Linked DNA regions of Sus scrofa: region 2 is linked to region 1. The links are chromatin contacts, called in public Hi-C maps. All regions are on one chromosome and are shown on one strand. The core of a region is the stretch at or near the end of the contact, and the rest is flanking DNA. Distances in the headings are between cores, read along the strand shown. Region 1 holds the start of GRP (gastrin-releasing peptide). Region 2 holds the start of SEC11C (signal peptidase complex catalytic subunit SEC11C).

Region 1 (4,793 bases), core at 726-3,225:
CACATCTATTGAGTCCCTTCTCTGCACCCAGGACTAGGTCTGGAACTGAATGCAGTCCTGAAGAAGACCAACACACTTACTGCCATTAGGGGGTGCCAGAGCAAGTCACACGTCCAAGCCCAGGTCTGGTCTGTGGACTTCGGGTGCTTAAAGCAAGAGTTGAAGGGAAGGGAAGAGCCCAAGTCTGCAATAGACAAAGAAAGATGGCTTGTCTGAATTAGCAGAAGAGTTTCAGTAGAACTGTTTCCACACTTTACTGTATTTACAGTAGTTTTCCCTCAGTCTCACAGTGGGAAAAACTTCATATAAAGACTCTAAAATAAGCTTTCAATAAAATAAAATAAAATAATCTTAATTACACTGAGGGGAAAGGACTTTTCTCTATAACTGAATCTGGAGAGATAAATGTTGAATGCCCCTTCAAAGGCCCAGGGTACAGAAAGTATTTAGACCAGAGCATTTCTTAGGTTAGTTGTTCATTCATCAAATACTTATTGAGCATCACTGTGATCCAGGCTCTTTGCAGACTCACAGAGGAACAAAACCAAGCTACTGTGTTCAGGCAAGCTCACCGCCAAGTGGAGGCAGTAAGCCTACCTATGATCATCCGACCATGGAACATTTGCTTACTAATGAGCAGAGCCTGGGAACCCGGGAGGATGGAGTCCAGGCCAAATGTGGGCTTCCCCCTGCCTTGATTTTCATTTGGGTCATTTCCTCAGGATACTATTACTCAGAGTTTCCTGGTGGCCTAGCTCTTAGGGATGTGGCATTGTCACTGTTGTAGCTCAGGCTCAATCCCTGGCCTGGGAGCTTCTGTATGCCATGGGTGAAGCTTTAAAAAGAAAAAACAAAACAAAACAAAACAAAAAAATGGTAGTATTACTTTATTTCTTTGGCTAATAAGTGATCTTGAAATTAGCATTTGTTTTAACCTTCTAGACAGACACATGCATAGAAATAATACTCTTCTAAGCCCAAGAATACTTGGTCATGCAATATGCACATGTAATCATCTAAGAACAGCACAAATGTATTGAATCACCAGATATCCAGAGAAAAATATATGATTTCAACTTAGTATTAAAAACAGCGTTGACAGGAAACACCAGCAGGAACCAAGCAACGAGACACTTCACCAGCACTTGGTGAGAAATAGCCATGAGGGAACACACCACACACCCTCAGCTCTGGCAGCTGAGATGTGGGCAACAGCATCCTACCAGCTTCTATTTACTGTTGCATCGCCATGGCGCCCATCCCCTTTGTATCCATGGCACTGAGAACCTTGGGAATTGGGCCAGTGACCACTGTTCATATCTGAGAACAGGAGCAGGGGAAGGTTAGGTAACTCTAGAGAGGTGTGTAAATAGCAGTTTGGGGACAGTTTGCCCTTTCTGGTAGACGCAGCCTAGGAAAATCGGTATAAAAGCTTCATCTATTATATGGATGCCATATGCCTGTGAAAGGAGCCAGGAGTGCAGTAAAACTATTGTTAGCTCTGTTCACACGCAACAGAAACTTCCTGCTCCAGCCTCCATCGCACCCTACAAATGGGCAGGGACGCTTCCGAAAACCCAGGTGGGGTGAGTGGTGGCAGCGGTGGTGGTGAGAAGGGGCAGGGGGCGCTCTTCAGGAGGGAGGCAAAAGTACGGAGGCTGGATCTCGAGGACAGTGGTCCGTGGAGGGGGAAAGGTCTGAGAATCAATCAGTGGTGCCTTGCAACCCGGATACCAACCCCCTCCAGCAAAGCCCACCCTAAAAACATCCATTCTTTGTGCCCATCCCTCTCTACCCTGCCCCCCACCCCCCATCCCTAGGGTCAGGCCGCGAGGTCACTGCCTCCCCTTGCAGGACCTGAAGGCAGCTAACGCGGGAGGTGCTCTGGTGAAGCTGGGGAGCTAGTTCACTAAATTGTGTTCGAGCGAAGGCGTCGAGGGTGGGAAGAATTAATCCAATGAGGGGGAGGCGGATGGGGCTAGGAGTGAAAGCAAGAGGGGACAATGTACACTCAGCCTTTTCATCGCTCGACGGGAAGATGGATGATTTTCGGAGGCCGTTGTCCCAGAGCCCCGGCTCGCTATAGGGAGACGTCAGAGCGCTCGGGTCCGCGGTGGAGGACCCCCCCAGCGCCCCCGCTCGGGCTTGCATATAAAGTCGGGGCGTCGTGGAGGCTGCAGCAGTGGTGCAGCGGCAGCGCTCCTCCGAGGTCCTCCAGTCTTTCCAGCGCCAGGAGAGCGCACTCTCCGCGGAGCCTCGCTTCCCGCCTGGACCATGCGCGGCCGCGAGTTCCCGCTGGTCCTGCTGGCGCTAGTCCTCTGCCAGGCGCCCCGGGGACCGGCCGCCCCAGTGTCGGTGGGCGGAGGGACCGTGCTGGCCAAGATGTACCCGCGCGGCAACCACTGGGCGGTGGGTGAGTGTCCGGCGCGCTCTAGTCCGGGCGGGACCAGCTAGCCACAAGAGCGGATCTCCCCATCTCTCAGCGTTTCTGCGGCTCGGCGCTGCGGGCTGGGTTTGCTGTGGCCTTTCTACCCAAACGCCAATGCAGTTCTCTCCAAACTTCACCCTACCCTTCTGCATCCTGGGAAACCGTCGGTCCCTCGGCAGAGGCAGAATGGTCCCTCGGTCCTTTCCCGCTCTCTTCCCTCTTCCCCAGAATACCCGAGCCTGCGCACAGTTCTCCAAAACCCAAACCCTACGCGGAGATCACCCTCCCTCCGCACCTTCCAGCACCACCTTTTGTTCGCCTGTTTGGCACGGATTCTTTTCCTGAACAACTTTGGGGAGCTGGGTCCCCAATCACGTCTCGGAGTCCTTGTCCAGTCCGGCCGCTGCGCCTTTGCACCCGGCAAAGCTACAGGTGTGGGACCTGGGGCGCGGCGCCCGCCCTGGATTTCAAATCTGTTGGTCTTTCAGCGCCTGAATCCCACCTCTGTTTAGGGCTCGCCTGAATTTCCTCAGGCCTTCTTTGCTTTGCAGCTATTTTCTTTTCTCTGCGCTTTTGAGCAACCCTCCCTCTTTCTATCCATCGGGCTGTGCGCTCCGGGAATCGCGCCTGGTCTCCACGCTGATCGCAGGTCGCTTCCTCCTGATTCCTCGCTTTTCGCCGCCTCTCTTGACCGAGAACTCGTCTTCTCCCTTTTCCGCTATCTCCTTTCTTTTTTCCCCTGCCCACAAGTCCAGCTTTCCAGGTGCGGGCACGGGGGTTCGCTCTTCCTGGCCCCGAAACCACCGTGGCGTGGACCGGGTTTCCGGCAGCGGAGCGCGCACCCGCCGCTTCCCCGCAGCTGGGAGGCAGGTGGCCGCCCCGGGGCTTCGCGTTTCTCCAGCATCACCCCCGGGCTCTCTGGCAAATAATGCGAAGCTTTCGACTTCCTCAGACACCTCCCCACCCAGCCCTCTACAATAACCCTAGCATTCCCAGGAGAGATGGTCGATCCCTAGAGAGATTTAAGGAGGTGTGTGTGTGTGTGTGTGTGTGTGTGTTTCACGATTTCCTTAGTCATCTACTTAGGAGGGCGGGGGGGCGGTTAGAAAGATAAGATACTTGCTAATTCAGCTCTCAGAGGATTCCAGATTCTCCGCGTGAAGATAAGTATGACTTTAAGGGAAAGGGTGAGGCTAGAACACAGGTCCTCAGCTCCTCTTTGTTGCCTGTGTTTCTGCCAGAGATCTCGGGTTGCAATGGAGTAATTTTCATTACAACTGAAGGCATCTCTGCAACCCCAGGGATGAAAGTATCTGTCACCTCTGAGGGAACCCAGGAGCCAGGAGCCTAGTGTGGAGAGGAGAAATTGAGATGGGTGAAAACCCCTGAACTTCAAGAGAGAAGGATACTTAGAAGGTGTTAAAGAGGCCAAACCCAGAATTGACCTCAGAAGGGCCCCTGGGAGTTTAGATCAAGTGGCCATTGTCCAGTCCAGCCAGCAACCAGTGGGCTGGGAAGGTGAAAGGAAACTTCCAGATTTCCAGTCTCGTTTTGCTCATCCATATTTTTGGACTAAAAAAGGCCTGCTGCCCTTTGCAGGTACCCTTGCAGGCCAAAAGCAGGACAAGAGAGTTAGCTGGGAAGATAGATCATGTTATTTCAATGCAAGCCACACCTGATTGCTGTGGTTCCAGAGCACATTGGCCACAGGTCTTTAGGGTGTCTGCCACTGAATCACCCTTCATGGTGGTACCTGGGCATTCCCAGCCCAAGAGTTTACTGACTAGTGGCACCCCCCAATTATCTTATTCTCTTATTTGTTCTCAAACCCGCCCTTTCCCTTGTTTCTCCTTGGCTGGCTATGCAGCGTTGATGGGAAAAAAAAAAAAAAAAAAAAAAAAAAAAAAAAAAAAACAAGGAAAAGAGGGAGGTGACATAGCAAATCGCATTTGGGTGTATGATGATGTTGCCATACAGAAAAAGTTTGCTTCAAGTGGCCATGCCCTCTGTTGGAATGTGAGCATTCACAGGCATGCATGACATGCTACATTTTAAATTGTGCTTTCCGCTATCCAAAGTAAATGCCTGTCCTCCTCAATCACTGAAGACAGGCAGTTTAGTCTTAATTAAAGCAAACTAAAGCTACATATTGCTGTCCATGAAGAAGTTGTCAGCACAAATTTGCAGGTTCGTTAAGTGAATTGCCTCTTCCAGCTGAGAGAAATATGAGGCAGCCATGGAAAACAAGTTAACAGACTGAAAACCAATTCTTATCTGGCTCAATATTTGTAGAAATGTTTTTTGTGTGAGGAAAATATAGGTCAACATGCACACGGGTAACTATACCCTGTGCTCCTGAGATATG
Region 2 (4,673 bases), core at 1,345-3,844, 48 kb before region 1:
TAAGAATGAGTCTTACTCTCTCCACAAAGCACAAGTAGAGCCGAGATTCCACAGCGTTCATGATGGGGATCTGATGTTGGTTTTCAACATCATCAGTCTGTAGGTGGCAACTTGAATTTAGGAACTGAAAGTTAAAGCTCCTGCCTGGAATTGTGTCTGCTCATGTTGTCCTGGGGGTTTCAAAGCGCAGAAAAGAGCAGAGAAGAGGCTGCACCACACAGAGTACGTGTTTGGATTTGCCAGACCTGGATTCAAATTCTGGCTCTGTCATCTCTTGACTCTGTGGTGCTGTCTAACTTGTATATCATCTCTGAGACTTATTTTCCATGTTCTGTAAAATAGGATTTTTGTGGAGTTCCCGTTGTGGCTCAGTGGTTAACGAACCTGACTAGCATCCATGATGCGAGTTCAATCCCTGACCTCACTCAGTGTGTTAAGGATCTGGCATTGCCATGAGCTGTGGTGTAGGCTGCAGATGTGGCTCAGATCCCTCATTGCTGTGGCTGTGGTGTAGGCTGGCAGCTACAACTCTGATTAGACCCCTAGCCTGGGAACCTCCATATGCTGCCAGTGCGGCTCTAAAAGACAAAAAGACCAAAAAAAAAAAAAAAGGATTTTTGTAAGAATGAAATTGATAATAAGTATAAACAAGCACTTGCCTGTTTCAGAATAAACATGCAAAAAGTATTAGCTAGTACTGCCTCTGTATCAATTCCTCCCTTAGCACAAGGGCTAGCCTGATATGCCAAGGGGATTTTACACTAGAGATCATAACTTTTGTTTTGTTTTATTATTATTATTATTATTATTATTTGTCTTTTGTCTTTTTAGGTCTGCACCCACGGCATGTGGAGGTTCCCAGGCTAGGGGTTGAATCAGAGCTACAGCTGCTGGCCTACACCACAGCCAAAGCAACTCAGATCTGAGCTGTCTGCGACCTACACCACAGGTCATGGCAATGCCGGATCCTTAACCCATTTAGTGAGGCCAGGGATTGAACCTTCATCCTCATGGATGCCAGTCAGATTGTTTCTGCTGAGCCATGATGGGAACTCCAAGATCATACCTTTCATTATGTCCTATCTAGATCACTTGTGATATTATATGATAATCATGTCTGCACACTTACAACTTCAACTGGATCTAAGAACTGTGTCTTATTTGCCAGATTCCTAGTGCTTGATGGAGGAAATGAATCAATAAGTAAGATAGTGAACCAATGCTGTATGGAAGATTTCTTAAAGTTCTATTTCTGATAATCTAATGCAAGGGGAAGGAGGGTGTATGGGGTCAGACTGTGTTTAGGGGATTTCATAAGGAAAAGCAATATGCTTATTTCTCGTGGAAAAAGTATTAATAAAACAATACTATAGTTTTGGTTTAGGATACTCCATAAATTGAAGATGATGCTTTGATGATCAAGACCTAGGCAGAGAAATGCTTGATTTCTGACATGAGTTAAACTGGTCTTCCCACATATTGGCAGTAAGGGCCAATAGTAATCAAACTGCTCTTTTTCCTAGGTCTTCGGAGGAAATAGGCCAATAGGAGCTAAGACCCTGTATTGGCTATCACAGCACTGCTGGAGAGGGAGAATAAGGAGTTCAGAACAGAGACAGGGGGGGAGCACCAGTCAAGGAGGGCTGGAGACTCTTGGGGTGCTTGGTGGTACTTTGAAGACCCCACATCAAGATATTCACTGAATCCAAATTAAATGTATTTCCAATTCAACTTCTCCTTAGCTAGATCCTCAAAATGCTCCTTGTCCCTCCAACGTGAAGGGAAGTATGATGGAGGGGAATTAGGAATGCAAAGAAACAAGAGTCAACAAATAGCAATTCAAATATCTTGCTTTTGAAACTTTTACAAAACCATATGACCATTTTTATTCAAGGGTTTGGAAGGGAGCCTTTGCAAGTGAAGTGTTCCAAAGAGTATGCTTCAGTAGCTTCCTGGTAAGTCAACTTCTGGGATATTTTAAATTGCCACCTGCCCCCTTCCCCAGAGCTTCTCCCCTCTCTTATCTGCTCTTCCTATTTCCACAGCACTATCACTCCTTAGATACCATATAATTTTACTTATTTATTATGTCTCCCGTTGCTAGGTGTTCACTGATGTTTCCTACGTCCAGACTAGGGCTAAGTGCATAGTATATGCTCTAAAAAGATTTTTTAACAAATGAATGAAATAAATAATGCATACACGAGTGAGTGAATAAACTAAGGATGAGCTAGGATCAGGACTACGACAATCCTGGGTTTGGAAATTTGAGTTCTATTCCAGACCTGGCCACTTTGCCTTGGCCAGGTCACTTAATCTTTCTAGGCTTGTTTCCTCAAGTATAAAATCAACTGGTTATTTATTTATTCATTCAATTAACATCCGTTGCGGCATAGCTCTGATCAAAGGAAGCATCACTGTATCCCCTTGTTTCCTAGCTTTCAAATCCTGGGAGAGCGCGGAACTCCATAGCTTCAAAAGTCCCGCCTCTTCCAGGTCCCGCCCACTCGCCAGCCCACTTTTAGGCGCCTCCCGTATTCAGCACAGCCTGCCGCCCTTGTAGAAGCTCCACCTTCTCTCGTCGCAGTCATCCAATGGCCTAGATACACGGCTAGGTGAATGCGGGGGAGCTTTAGGTGTCTTCTTGGCGCCTGACCAGAGTCTTAGGGAACTCAATTGATCTTGAGTAGTCACTTCTCCGAGCTGCCCGTAGGATATGCAGGATCACCCGCTTTCCCAAGTTCCCTCGCAATGGTCGGACAAGGCTCCGGAGCCGGGTCGTTTCCCTCCCTGGGAGCCCTGGGTCTTCACTGGACGAGGCTCTTGTCCCGTGGCATTCTGGGAGTGGTAGTTTCTTCTTACCAGTTCTTTGCAGGTACTCAAGTGGCTCAGACTCACAGGACTACGATTTCCCAGACGCCCAAGCGAGCCTCTGGTCACGTGGCCAACAAGGCCGGTGGGCGGGGGCCCGGCCGGTGCTCCGCAGCTGTCTGTGACACCCGGAGCCCGCGGGTCGCCTCGGCCCCCAGAGACCCCGGCATGGTGCGCGCGGGCGCTGTGGGGTCGCATCTCCCCACGTCCGGTTTGGACATCTTTGGGGACCTGAGGAAGATGAACAAGCGCCAGGTAACGGAGCTCCTTTTGGGGGGCGCGTCTAGGGGCCGGGACCGGCTGCGACAGTGGGGAATCGGGGCTCCCGGGTAGGCTCCTGCAAGGACAGCGCCCCGTAACCGGTCCGGCGGCGACCCGAGGCACCCACCCTGGGCTCTTGGAGGCCCTGTGTTCAAATCCGCACAGACCCACGTGTGGGTACTTCCTTGCCCTGAGAGGAGTTCAGTTAGGGGAGGGCGGCCCCGGAAGGGGAAGATAATAGAAATCCCGCACTTTGGATGTCAAGTGCGGTTGAAAAAGCGGGGAGAGATGACTCTACTGCGAGTGACAGCTGTTTGCACGAATTTTGCCACCTCTTGGAAGAGGGGACAGATTTCTCTGTGGGGTTGCTAAGGCCTGATATCCATGCAAGTGGCAGAAAGGCAGGCGAAAGATGGAGAACTTCCTAGCGGTGGGAGCTGTCCAGTGATGCCTCCTAAAACAGTTTCTTCCCAAAACAGTGTTTTCCTGATGGTGCATGGGGACTAAACAAAGCTCCTTGTGCGGAAGAGCTCACTGATAGCGTTCTGTCTTGTGAACTGAATCGGTGTTATAAAAGGGATTTCAGAAGTCTTCTCTAACTTCTTAGACTCCGTAAGGCTGGCAGCACCTTGACTATCAGAGGCAGTTAGTATGGAGTCTTCGGGCAGCTGGGGCTGATTTCCTACCCCTCTATGAGAGGAGCTTGGAGGAAAACGTCCTTCTTGCTCTCTCTTTAGTCAGCTCCCATCCATCTCTCTCTCTCTCTTTTTTTCCCAAGTTCAATTTCAGACTAGTGCAGTTGTGTGGAGGAATTTGGTGACTGGAATCTCATGAACAGTCTTGAGAATCAGGCTGTTTCTAGGTGTGCATATTAGATGGTTTCCTGGGCGTTTCTGTGATTCAGATGAGTTGTGGCAAAGATCATCATTAGCTTGAAAAACCGGCAGCTAATGCCCTGAGCATTGATGCTGTTTACAAGAAAATCCTCCAGGAAGCAGAGCTTTACTTAAAAATCTAGACTTAATGGGCTAGGTTTTAAAAATGCCTCTAAAATTGGTACCAAATACTGATTGCAGACTATCAAGGAAGGCCTTCTGGAGAATATATCAATCCCTAAACCAGTTTGCCTTCAGAAACATCTGCATATTACCACTCTCAGTGATAAGGCCTCATAGGCTGGTTGCATTGCCTATGTTTAGCTAAGTTTCTTTTTTTTTTTTTTTTTTTTTTTTTTTGGCTTTTTGCTATTTCTTGGCCGCTCCGCGGCATATGGAGGTTCCAGGCTAGGGTCTGATCGGAGCTGTAGCCACTGGCCTACACCAGAGCCACAGCAACGCTGGATCCGAGCCGCATCTGCGACCTACACCACAGCTCACGGCAACGCCGGATCGTTAACCACTGAGCAAGGCAGGACCGAACCCGCAACCTCATGGTTCACTAGTCGGATTCGTTAACCACTGCGCCACGACGGGAACTCCTAGCTAAGTTTCTAATTAAAATTCAGAAGCTCAAATCTCCTGCCTCCTCATACTTTTTAAAAA

The links. Hi-C and Micro-C count contacts between places; a contact is called where the count stands out from the background.
Region 2: a Hi-C map of epiblast stem cells shows a contact between it and region 1, with 1.8 times the contacts expected there. The contact joins the promoter of SEC11C here to the promoter of GRP in region 1. A contact is called at or near these places in 5 of 47 Hi-C or Micro-C datasets (epiblast stem cells, mesenteric adipose tissue, omental adipose tissue and 2 more).

What each region holds. Positions count from the first base shown.
Region 1 is chr1:161,719,168-161,723,960 of Sscrofa11.1, reverse strand. GRP (gastrin-releasing peptide) reads left to right here and starts at 1,975. Exons shown (of 3, transcript XM_021075302.1): 1 at 1,975-2,413. The coding sequence starts at 2,275.
Region 2 is chr1:161,767,543-161,772,215 of Sscrofa11.1, reverse strand. SEC11C (signal peptidase complex catalytic subunit SEC11C) reads left to right here and starts at 2,594. Exons shown (of 7, transcript XM_003121713.3): 1 at 2,594-3,126. The coding sequence starts at 2,752.